Regions from separate parts of the Mus musculus genome. Here regions 2 and 3 are each linked to region 1. The links are chromatin contacts, called in public HiChIP or PLAC-seq and promoter capture Hi-C maps. All regions are on one chromosome and are shown on one strand. The core of a region is the stretch at or near the end of the contact, and the rest is flanking DNA. Distances in the headings are between cores, read along the strand shown.

Region 1 (4,004 bases), core at 437-2,936:
CCCTTGTGGTGTATCAGCAGATCTCTAGCTTCCTCCAACACTAAGGCTAAGAGTTCTCTAACCTAAGTTGAAACCTAGGAAAGATTGACTCTTCTTGCTATAACCCTCCTATCCGATGTTCCCACCAATGCAACTCTGCTAAATGTTCTGATGTGTGGCTTTCTCTTGTCCTGCAACTATAAAAGTTCACCCAAGGCCAGCGAGATGGCTTGGTGGGAAAAGCGCTTGCTGAACAAGTCCGACCACATGAGTTGGATCTCTGGAATCCGTGTAAAGGTGAAAGCAGAGAACTGAGTTCACAGAGCTGACCTCTGACCACCATATGAGTGCTACCCACTCACACAGCACACACACACACTCACACTCACACACACACTCACACACACACTCACACTCACACACACACACACTCACACACACACACACACACACACACACACACACACACACACAGACCGATAATAATTCTAAAGACCATAACGCAACTGTTTTCAAGGTGGGGCAAACACTTAGGGTAAGGAATCCGAGCACTGCTAAGCAATGCTCATGGATATTTGACTCGAAATAGACTATTCCCTTATTTCTGTTAGGGCAGTGTTTACTGTCCACTGGGTCAAATATATAGACCACCACAAGACAAGGACTGGGGTGCCTACCTCTAGTGGAACCTGGGTACTTAACTGGTTGCTTCATAATTTCTACCAGAGCAGGGGCAACAGTCTGACTGGATGTAGCATTCAGGGCAGTTCTTATAAATTGCATCTACATAGAATACACTCTTTCCATGTCACCATTGCGCCTTCTTGTGGTGTCATTGTGGGTGCAGGAACAAGTGGTCCTGATCTAGGAACAGTCAAGGGGACTCTTAGGTAGACTTGAGACTTTCTACTGAGGGTCCAGGACAGGGACAGTCCGCCAGGCAGAAAATAGTCACCAGTTCTGACCCACCCTCTATGAAGGAACACAAACATAGTTTCAAGGGCTGGCAAGATGGCTCAGCTTAAAAGATTGTATTGTTCTCGCTGAGGACCTGAGTTCAGTTCCCAGCACCCACATGGTGTAACTTACAATTCCAGCTCCAAGAGGATCTGTTGCTCTCTTGGCCTCCAGGGGCACCTGAATTCACATGCGTATACCGACACAGACATCCATATAATTCTTTTTTTTTTTTTTTTTTTTGGAGACAGGGTTTCTCTGTGTAGCCCTGACTGTCCTGGAACTCACTCTGTAGTCCAGGCTGGCCTCAAACTCAGAAATCCACCTGCCTCTGTCTCCCAAGTGCTGGGATTAAAGGCGTGCGCCTCCACCGCCCAGCCACATAAATATTTTTATTTTATTTTATTTTATTTTGAATTGTTCTTCAGAACCACAAAGCCTGAGAGATCCTAGCTCAGTAATTTGTAACAAAAAGCACTTGAGAAGCTCCCAACGCTGCACACTTGGGCCATGGTTCAGAAATGTGTGTGTGTTAAAACCTCCTTAAAGAAAGGAGTAGGACGCCCATCCAGTTCCACAAGCACGCCCTAGCGCTGACGAGCGGCTGCCTCACCTGAGCAGCAGCCGCTCTTCAGACAGAACACGCCAACAAAGGCTACGTTCTGCGCCTGCGCCTGCGCCAAGCGCCAGCTGAGAGCGGCCGCTCTGCGCAGGCGCTCCGGTCACTTCCGGGATCTGTCAGCCTCTCCCTCTAGGCCTCCCTCCTCCGTCCGCGCCCGCCGGAGCCAGTTCGCGTCGACTGACCAGAGTCCGCGAATCGTCCGCTCCGGACCTCCAGACCTCCCCAACCTCAGGTAAGGAGCCACAGGGCGGAGAGTCTGGCCCGGGTCGCCTCCATTTTTTTTTTTGTATGTTCTATGGCACGCGGGGGCGGCGGGCCCAGGGCTGTTAGGCGCGGGGTCTGGAGCTGAGGGGCCCGGGATCTCAGCCCTTCGTGGTTACCTCTGAGTCCCTGGTGCCCCCCTCACACACAGACCGAGCGTTTCTGAGCACTTTCCAGCTGCCCTCCATCTCGGATGAGAGAAGGAACAACTCGGCTTCCGACACCCCCATAGTACCATTTGCACCCCTACTGTGAGCATTTACCACAATCTGTAAAATTAGTTTAGACGGGCGGATCTCCCCCCCCATCCCCCGGTGGCTTGTCACGAGTATCTGTTCATCTCGTCAACATCTAGGATGTTGCCTAGAGCAGCCTCCGAACCGTCAGTTATTGGGGAACCCTTCCCAGCAAGAGAAAGCCCATCTTTCCAGTAACCTTAAGATTCCCTAGCTCTAGCCCCCGCCCCCGCAAGTCAGACTTGTACTCTCCTCTGCACCCGTATTCATAGGGTCCTTTATGTAGAACCCTCCGAGTTCCCGTTTGACTCTGCCACTTTGTCAGGTGTCTCTGGGAAGGTTGTTTCTTGGTGCCTCAGTTTCCCCAGCTGCAGTAAGAAGATTCTTAGTCTACTTGGTTTTATGGGTTTCGCGTGGAGTTCGTGTGCTTGAGTTGCTTACAGCAATTCCTAACCCAGAGAAGCTGTTCAAATGATCTGATAATAAATGATAGCCATTACTGGTGCTTCTGAGACTTTCAAGGCATATCTGCCTTCCTTTACTTTCTGCTCTCTTTCCTCCGGAGAAGGACATGAGGACAAGGATTTATTCATGTTCCTGGCCCCGTTCAGATACTGAACACTGTTGGGAACATGGGAGGCACTTAATAAATTGCAGCTTAGAATCTCTGAGTATAAAGCCATCTGTTGTCATGGTGTGTTTCTCTCCTATCTTCTCCTTGCCCAGTTTCTGAAATGACCTAGGTTGGCATCCTATTTTATCAGTTCCCTTAATCTTTTGGTTTCCTAGTAGGCCTTAGGATTTCAGGTCTCTATAAGTTATCAGTCCCGGGTGTTTACCCCATTAGATCAAGTCACTGGCTGTCTCAGGGGTGGGGGTTGGGGGAAGGCTTCTTCAATTCATATGCTGTTCACAGCTGAGAGGACCCATTGGAAATTGCAGACTCCTTTAGAGGATGGGTGGCAGTGTTTTGAATCTAAATTATCTAGTGTTAGGTCAAAATAAGTTCTCTACAGGAAGTGTGGAGATGGTCTGATGAAGCTGGAATTTCTAATGAAGCCTGTCAGAACATTGGTAGGGCGTGGTGACCTGTTGGAGCACAGGTATCGCTGGGCTGGGTAAGGAGAGCAATTAGAAACTAGATGAAAGCCGGGCGTAGTGGCGCACGCCTTTAATGCCAGGACTCGGGAGGCAGAGGCAGGCGGATTTCTGAGTTCGAGGCCGGCCTGGTCTACAGAGTGAGCTCCAGGACAGCCAGGGCTATACAGAGAAACCCTGTCTCAAAAAACCAAAAAAAAAAAAAAAAAAGAAAAAGAAAAAAGAAACTAGGTGAATCAATGACTTGAAATTGACCCTAACAGGGAATGGAAACTCTAACTTATGTGAATTTGTCAAGTCCCAGTGGAATGGGGTCAAGACACCAACATGTCCTTCTAGGACTGGTTCAAAGCTTTGTGTCAGAGGAAGAAAGAAAACCAATTTACTGGGCTTCCAAGATGGCTCCACCACTAAAGGCTAGGCTTACAACCCAAAAGATCAGAGAACTAACTTACCGGAATCAGTTTTGTGCTGCTTTTATGTGCTATCTCATTTAATCTTCCCAACGGTTGTCTTGTAATGCCATTTGGAGATGAAATGAAAATTTGCCCAGCATCTCATGTGTGTGTCAAAATGAAGATTCAAGCTCAGGTCCCCTCGTCTCAGATTTCCATGGCTAACTCGACATTAACATGACTCCACTTGAAGGCTGGGAATGTGGCTGAGTTGGTGCAGCCCTTGCCTGGTGTGCACAGTGCATAGGTAGGTAGGCTCACCAGTAGGGCAGGAAGAAAGACCATGCTAAGTGAAAGCTGAAGAGAGTAGGAGCCTCTTCCTTCAGTCCTCTTTATCCCTCAGTGCTGGACAGTGGCAACAGGCGCCTGATGCCTGCGTTTTGGTTGGTTGGTTTT
Region 2 (4,004 bases), core at 1,080-3,579, 890 kb before region 1:
TCCTGTCCTCGCCAGGGATCTGGGTGGGACAGTCACACCCACGGCCTGCTACCCACCAGGTTGTACTTAACGCAATCAGAAGGGGTTCATGGCAATATAACAGTTAATGAACTTGGAGTTTAAATTGTGTACATTTTTAAATTGTAAGATTTTTACTGTATATTGAAGCTTAGTGTGATTCAATAAATTGCTTGTAATTTAAAAACTATTTAATATTCAAAATAAATATAGTTATATATTTATAATAATCTCTGTTGCTACATTTACTCCTTGTTTTTTCCATGTGCGGGTTTGGCCTGGTGCTGTGGATCTCTGAGCTCCCCGTGGTCCTAAGGCACGAGGGTGATTGTCAGGGGACTGCAGCGTCTGGTGCGTGTGTGGTTGTGGGCTCTGTAATCCAAGCCTTTCTACTTACTGAGGAGTTGTAGCGAGATTTGGCTTATAAGGATTTGGCCTTGGCCCAGGCCCCACATGCTACTCCAAGAGGTCACAGCCAGCCTTTCTGTCTGGGAAATGGCTTATTTGCTGAGAAAACCTATGTTCTGTTTCTAAAACCCATGATGTTTAAAATCAAAAGGTCGGGTAGAGTGGAGCCAGTATGCCTGTCGTCTGGTTCTGGGGTAGCAGAGGCAGCAGACCCTGGGGCTCACTGGCCAGCCTAGCACTCTAGGCCAGTGGGAGATCCCGCCTCAACAAAACAGAAACCGGTGCCCCGAGGATGACAGTTGATGTTGAACTCTGACCTTCACACCTTACACTTGTGGACATGCACGGGTACCACAAAACACACACACACCCCAAACAAAACAGCCTTTCACTGGGTTTGGCATGGTGTGTGCCTGTAATACCAGCAGATGGGTGCTGAGGCAGGAGGATTGCCATGTGTCCATAACAGCCCAGGCTCTGGTAAGGATGAGGTCCTGTCTCAAAAAGCAGTAGCAGTTGTATGCAGTATGGGGGTGTCTCAGTTCCCCCCGCCCCCAGTCCTTTCATTGAAGTCCAAATGACATGAGGGAGGTGACAGCTTTCTACCAGAACCATGGCCCACATGACTGTGTCACAAGTACTGAGACCCAAGCCTGCTGAACTTAGCCAGAGCTATGCAGAGTCCTGGCTGAGTTGTTTAGACCTGTCCTATTAATGGGGGGGTGGGGGGGAGACACACTACTATTAGTTGAGCCTAGTGACCAGTTACCCTTATGATTCCTGCAGCAAGAGGCTGAGGCAGAAGGGTAGCCATGAGTCTGAGGACAGCCTTGGCTTTGGAGTCTGTCTCTAAAAGGAAAAAAAAGAGCCAGGGATGTAGCTGAGCTGAGCACATGTGAAGAAACACTGGTTTGGTCCCTAGCACCACACTGCCCCAACACACATCTGTAACTACAACAGTCACTGGATCAAAGAATATATATTTTCAGCACATTTTAGTTGAGTGTGCCATGACCCAATTGCAGTTCTAGCACTTGGGAGGCAGAGGAGACACTGGAGGGTCAGGTGCGCAAGGGCAGCCAGTGTGCTACAGCTAGCAAAATGGCACAGCTGGTAACGTCACGTGCAGCCAAACCGAAGGACTTGAGTTCGACCCCGGCACAACGTGGTGGAAGTAGAGAACAGACTCCTGCAAGCTGTCCCTCTGACCTAGGAGCATGCACATACACCAAAAATAGACACACAGATAAAGGCTAGCAAGAAAACCTGTTTTCTGTGAGCAACATGACACTCACATAGAGGTCAGAGAACAACTTGGGGGAATTGGTTCTCTCCTCCCACTTTGTGGGTCCCAGGCTCCTCAGTCTTGGCATCTTCCCCTCTACCCATAGGCATCTTACTGCCCCATAACCTTTTATATTGTAATTCCCTTGTAACCTCGGGAAACCAAGGCAGGAGCTAGCAACAGATAGGTAGACATGGGTGGCACCCCCTTGCACCCCATTTCAGTAAGGGGAGACAAAAAGAGGAACAGCCCTGTCCTTGAGCCCTTAGGACTAGCAGAGTCCGCTGGAGAAACCAGGGTGCTCCAGGGCAGGGAAGGAGAGAGCTTGCCAGCTTCGCTCAGGGAGGTGGATGTGGTTCCTGCAAGACTATGCAGGGTGGCTTATCCTAGACTCTGTTCTGACTCTTAACCCCAAGGCCAGGTGTCCTGGCCAGATGCGATCCGGGTCCCCCCCCCCCCCTCCCCGCCCTGGCAAGTCCCCAGAGAGGTCGCCTGCTCTCAGAACTGGAGGGAGGGAAGGGAAGGCGGGTCCGCACGGGTCCTCAGAGCGAGGGGCGTGGCCGCAGGTGCCGCCCTGGCCCCTCCCAGCGAACTCATTTACATGCTTCCCGCAGCCCCGCCCGTGGTGGCTAAAGCTACGTGTCCTTGTCCCCCGTGGGCAGCCTCTGCGCGTACGGCCTCGAATCCCCAGGTAAACCAAGGGGTTGGGGAAACTATATAGGACTGCTGGGAGGGAACCCCAGAAGCTTGATCAGACGCCTGGCAGCTGTAGGGGAAAACAGACAGACAGATGGGATGGTGGCTTCCACTCAGACTGGCTGGTGCTGTCCACGTGGTAGAACTGGGGGCTGCTGCAGGGCCTTGGCAACTATCAGTCTGACCTGTGAGCTGTCCTGCGTGCACTCACTGAGGTTCTGGTTCTGATCATGTCTGGACCTGTGTCATGTCCAGCTGTAAACGTGATGTTTAAAGGGTGCTGCCTGTCTGGGACAAATGACAGTGTCGGGGGGCGGGGGGGACCCATAAGCCAGGGTTGGGACCTGTTCCTGGGTGGTTTAAGCAAATTGTCAAGTACGGAGGCTCAGGAGGAGCAGGGGACCCAAAATGGGTTCCCAGATAAGTGGGGAGGGAAGAAGGGATGGTAGGTTAGAGAAAAGTGGGTCAGTGTGAACTCAGCCAGGGCTTTGGGAGCACAGGTGAGTCAACTCAGGGTTCAGTGTGGACGGGAAGCGCCTAGGTGTCCACTAAGCACCAGTGGTCAGCTGCACTGGCTAAGGAAGCAATGAGACAGCCATGCCGCGTGTCCACTGGCCACACTGAATGACTGCAGAGGGGCTGTGTTCTGAATTTCAGTTGGAAGGGCCTCACCCAGCCACCACCTCCTGGGAAAACCAGCCTGGAGCTATGAAGACCAAAAACCGGCCCCCTCGGCGCCGAACACCCATGCAGGACACAGAAGCCACCCCAGGAGAGCAGACACCTGACAGACCCCAGTCAGGCTCAGGGGGGTCAGAGCTGACAAAGGGTCTCCGGAGCAGGACAGCGCGTGCAAGCGGAGGTCGGGGAGAGGTCAGCCGCCGGCGACAGGGGTCTGGTGGCCGCAGGGAGAACAGTGTTCAGAGGCGGCTGGAGAGCAATGAGCGAGAGAGGCAGCGGATGCATAAACTCAACAATGCCTTCCAGGCACTGCGCGAGGTCATCCCGCACGTGCGGGCTGACAAGAAGCTCTCCAAGATCGAGACCCTCACGCTGGCCAAGAACTATATCAAGTCGCTGACCGCCACCATACTTACTATGTCCAGCAGCCGCCTCCCGGGGCTGGAGGCACCAGGTCCTGCGCCAGGCCCTAAATTATACCAGCACTACCATCACCAGCAGCAGCAACAGCAGCAGCAGCAGCAGGTAGCTGGGGCCATGCTTGGTGTCACTGAGGACCAGCCCCAAGGCCACCTGCAACGCTACTCTACACAGATCCACAGCTTCAGAGAGGGGAGCTAGCACGCGCTTCGGGCTCCGGGGCAGGTTGGCAGTGAGGAGCCTGCCTGCTCTTCTCAGCTGTTGTCCCTCTGTGCTGCAAGCTCCAGACTGGTAATGACACTAGTGAGGTCCCTGAGGGGGTTTTGTTGTTGACATAAGCCCTCTCATGGCCCAAGCTGGCCTTGAACTCCTGATCCTCCTCACCTCCATCTTCTCTAGGGCTGGGATTACAGGCATACATCATGACATGGTGCCACGCTGGGGACTGAGCTAAGGGCTGTGTGTGTGCGCACTAAGCAAGCTCTCTAGCAACCGA
Region 3 (4,004 bases), core at 390-2,889, 730 kb before region 1:
CACGCTAGGGCATTTTACTTCCATACTCTGTCGACACCCCACACCCCAGTTCTACCGGCTTCACATCATTTAAGTCTGAACAATGCCAATCCAAATACAAGGCTTTAAACATTCAAATTTCTGGCATTTCTAAAAATTATCATTTAATTAAGGAAGCACACTAATAGGAACAGGTTTTGGTCACAGTTGTGAACCTTCAAAATCATAATAATACAGTCTACTTTGTCTATCTAGAATAAATGTTATAGTGCACACATGGAGGGGTGGATATGATTTGGAGCCACAATGAATTCTGAAAATATTTTCATGCTGCTTTAAAATGATTTTCCAGCAACTCAATAAATTCTGATTTCAGGAACTAAGACCTTGCAAATCTAGAAACTCAATTTTAGGGGTGAAAAAAAAAAAACTAGAGAAATGACCAAAGAGTGGGTGAAAAAAGAATCTAGAGAAATGACCAAAGAGTGGGTTTTAATCATGACTACAAGTAAATTTAGAGAACTTTAAATCTCAGGGGTTCAGTGGACCTAAGTGGAATTAAAACAAAAGTTGTTTTGTATTCTATTAATAGCAGATGATTAAACGGATATCTCATTTCAAATGGAATTCATTTATAAGTACTTAAACTTACTAAACTGGCCACTAATCCCATGTCTGTTTCTGGAAAAATTCTCTCACATAACATGCCAGTTAAGCGACCAATCACCACACGTTCTGTCAGCTTAAGTCAATTCTTATTAAAATCTCAGTGCTCTCTGACTCCAATAACCTCCCCAAATCATGAACGTAGAAACAGTCCAACTGCGGGCGAACATGCTCATAATAATTGTATATAGATGTATAAAACTGTCAAAACGCTAAACAAAAAGTAATCAAAAGCCAAATCGAACTTAAAAGCTACTGTATGAAAGAGTCCAAGAGGGCGAAGGCGTTTCAAGTCTTCCCAGGAGCAGATTCCCTGGCAGCCTAGAAAATTCCCTGAGCCGAGGGAGCCAGGCTCACCTGGCGATGGATTCCTAATTACGGAGGAGTTTCTCCCCTACATTCTTTCTTTTCTCCGAGGAAACTCGAGCTTGTCTCTTTTCTCTCTCTCTTTTGGATCTGGGGAGGGGTTAGCCCCAGCGGTCAGACCAGCGCAGTCACTGACCACAAAGAGAAGTTGGGGGAGGATAAGAACCTCTCGGGGACCCCGCGGATTGTCGTCCACGTCTCCAATCCCCTTCCCCCAACACGGGAAATGTGGGGTCCCTGGGAGTCTCCAAGGGTCCAAGGGGGAAGGGGAGGCCCTTATCATGTAAAGTCCCCACTTTATCTCAAAAGCGAAAAAGAATCTCGACCGACCCCGCTGGCGACAATGGTCAGCTGCTTGTCCGGGCTCACGTTCCTGGCCTCGAACCCTGGAGTTCCCAAGTCTCCGGGCCTCCCAGCCTCCGCCCTCAGCCTGGAACCACAGAGTCCCGGATCCCCCCGGTCTCCCGTCTCGAGCTCCGCAAAGTCCCACACTTACCCGGTACGTGTTCTCCGTGAGCCGGTTCACCTCCTCCGGCCCCCGAGACATGGCTGCAGCCTCCGGGAGGGCGAGCGCGGGAGGACGCGGCGGGGCCTCGTGGCCGCCGGGCGGCGGGAGCGCCTAGGACTTGAGACTGAGTGGTCCTTGAGAGTCGGCCGCCGCCACAGCTGTCAGCGGGAGAGAGTCAGTGCGCGTCTCTGCTGCCAAAATGTCAAAACTTTGCGGCGCTTCGGTCTGTAAGGAGCTGCGAGGTAGACGTAGCCTGCCAAGGCTGGGACGAGCAAAGGGACGGGCAGCCCCACCTGAGGCGGGCGGAGTGGGCGGGGCCGTACGGCCAGAGGGCGGGGCAGCCCCACCTGAGGTGGGCGGGGCCTAGGCTGAGTACTCTAGAGTGGGCGGGGCGGCCTCGCGCGGAGACAGCCTGGTGGGAGGGTCGATCTTTTGGGGCAACCGGGGGAACCTGGAAGAGACTTGTTGCGCTAGGTGGGCGTGGCCTAGGGGCTTGCTAAGCGGAGCAGAAGCCCGGCCAGCGCGCCGGACTGATTGGCCCCAGCTGAGACGTGGAGCGGGGGTGGGGTCTGAGAGGCCAACAAGAGGGAGAAGCCAAGGGGAGGGGACGCGCCCTTACTCCCCCCACCTGAAATGGACTGATGGGCGTGGCCTAGATGGCGGATGGGCGTGGCCGAAACAAGAAGGGACGGAGTGAACGAAGTCGCCCTAGCTGTGTCCGCCAGAGTGGCACCGCAGAGTTGAGCCGGTGGGCGCGGTCTAGCAGACCGATGGGCGGTGCTGAAGCGAGGATGGCGTGGTTTAGACAGCCCCAGCTGAGGCAGGCAAGGGAATGGGAGAGTCTTCCTCGTGTGGGCGTGGCTGAGCAGCCTGGTGGGCGAGGCTGGAGCAGTACAAGGCGAGGTGGCTGGACCCAGTGGACCAGGCCATCTCGCCTAAGGCTTGGCAGTGGAGGTAATACCTCTGTTCGCCCTCTCCCGGCCCTCCCAGAGTTCCAGCCAAGCCCCTACACTGTGGTGTCTTTTAGAACAGGACCTGGACCTTTGGGCTTCTAGGTCTTTGGTCTAGTGTCCGCCACAAGGTGCTGGCTCTGAAAGCTCGAGGCTCACATCCTCCGCAGGTGAATCCTCTAAGCTCTCTGCCTTTGAGTAACTTCCACATACCTCCTACGAATCGGTTTCCCTGATTGAAGGTCCACGGGGCATGGTTTCTCATGGATGGAGCCACCCACAATTTTGAAAGTTCCGGGGTGCCAAAAAAAGTAACTAACGCCAAGATCTGATTACTGGAATAACAGAACATTAAGAATAAGTTTAAAATCCCATGCTTTACAACTATGTAAATCACAAGACTGTCTAAAAATTTCCTCTGTGTGTGTGTGTGTGTGTGTGTGTGTTACAAGAAGTCAACCTTGGGCGTCATTCCTCAGCCGATATCTACTATATATATCTTGGAGACAGAGTCTCTTACTGAAGTAGCTAAAAAGGATAGACTGATGGCTATCAAGTCTCCACAAGCCCCATGAATCCACCTGTCTCCCAAATTCCCAGCACTGGGAGTACAAGAGCATATCTACTGTATGTAGCTTTTCACATGGGTTCCGCAGATGGAACCCAGGTCCCAATGTTCGCACCACAGGCACTTTACAAACTGACCCATTTCCTCAGCCCCCAGGTCGGCTGAGGCGTCTAGGATGTCTGTGCTTTCTTTCATCTTGTAGAGGCCATGTAGGTGTGTGGCTCCTGGCACATTATTTAAAACTTTTATTTTATGTGTAAGCTACTTGGACTGCATGTATGTCATCTGTGACTGATACATATATATGTACATGCCTGGTGCATATGTCAGAGGTCAGAAGAGGGCTTCAGATTCCCTGAAACTTGGGTTGCAGAAGGTTGTGACCATCATGTGGGTACTGGGAAACAAACCTAGGTCCTCTGGAAGAACAGCCAGTGTTCTTAACTACTGAGCTGTCTCCCTAGTCCTTCCTGGTGCTTCCTGTTGTCTACCCAGTCACACCCAACCCAGCTCTGAACATGTCCTAGAGTACACACCTAGGACTGAGGTGACCCAGACTCCAGGGCCACAGCAACCTTCTCCTAGCAGAAAACACACTCAGCGCTTGAGACTTGAACTCAGCCGGAGTGGGCAAGGCTTTATTTTTAAAAGCTGTCCAGGTACGATTGCTTTGTTTATGAGCTTGGAGGATACGAAGCTTCTAAACTGCTCCAGGATAAAGTTCACTGGGAAATACACACAAAGAAAGCACTGTGTGCCCCAGATGGAAACACTGAAAGTATGGGATGACTCTGGACTTAGAACAGACACAAGCACTTGGACTCTGGGGCAGTCTTATCACGTTTTGCAGGCTATAAAACATATCTGGCTTGGGAAGCAAATGGTGGTTGGTGTGGGTTGCATGGTGGAGGGAATAACACCTCAGCCCTATGTTGGAGGCAGTGGGAGACGCTCCCCATGTCTTTAA

What was found. Promoter capture Hi-C pulls out the DNA fragments that hold promoters and counts their contacts. HiChIP or PLAC-seq counts read pairs in DNA pulled down with a chosen protein or histone mark.
Region 2: a contact with region 1 is called in an H3K4me3 HiChIP or PLAC-seq map of craniofacial prominence, with 4 times the contacts expected there. The contact joins the promoter of Bhlha15 here to the promoter of Arpc1a in region 1. A contact is called at or near these places in 2 of 39 promoter capture datasets (cranial neural crest and hippocampal neurons) and 1 of 115 datasets of contacts at active chromatin or transcription factors (craniofacial prominence).
Region 3: a contact with region 1 is called in a promoter capture Hi-C map of hippocampal neurons, with 2.3 times the contacts expected there. The contact joins the promoter of Dmrt1i here to the promoter of Arpc1a in region 1. A contact is called at or near these places in 2 of 39 promoter capture datasets (cranial neural crest and hippocampal neurons).

What each region holds. Positions count from the first base shown.
Region 1 is chr5:145,082,183-145,086,186 of GRCm38.p6, forward strand. It overlaps Arpc1a (actin related protein 2/3 complex, subunit 1A), which reads left to right and starts at 1,687. Exons shown (of 10, transcript NM_019767.2): 1 at 1,687-1,790.
Region 2 is chr5:144,187,957-144,191,960 of GRCm38.p6, forward strand. Bhlha15 (basic helix-loop-helix family, member a15) reads left to right here and starts at 2,330. Exons shown (of 2, transcript NM_010800.4): 1 at 2,330-2,402; 2 at 3,065-4,004. The coding sequence starts at 3,116. The coding sequence ends at 3,709. Lmtk2 (lemur tyrosine kinase 2) reads left to right here. Exons shown (of 14, transcript NM_001081109.2): 14 at 1-252.
Region 3 is chr5:144,356,284-144,360,287 of GRCm38.p6, forward strand. Dmrt1i (Dmrt1 interacting ncRNA) reads left to right here and starts at 1,640. Exons shown (of 2, transcript NR_102374.1): 1 at 1,640-1,761. Baiap2l1 (BAI1-associated protein 2-like 1) reads right to left here and starts at 1,829. Exons shown (of 14, transcript NM_025833.3): 1 at 1,508-1,829. The coding sequence starts at 1,558.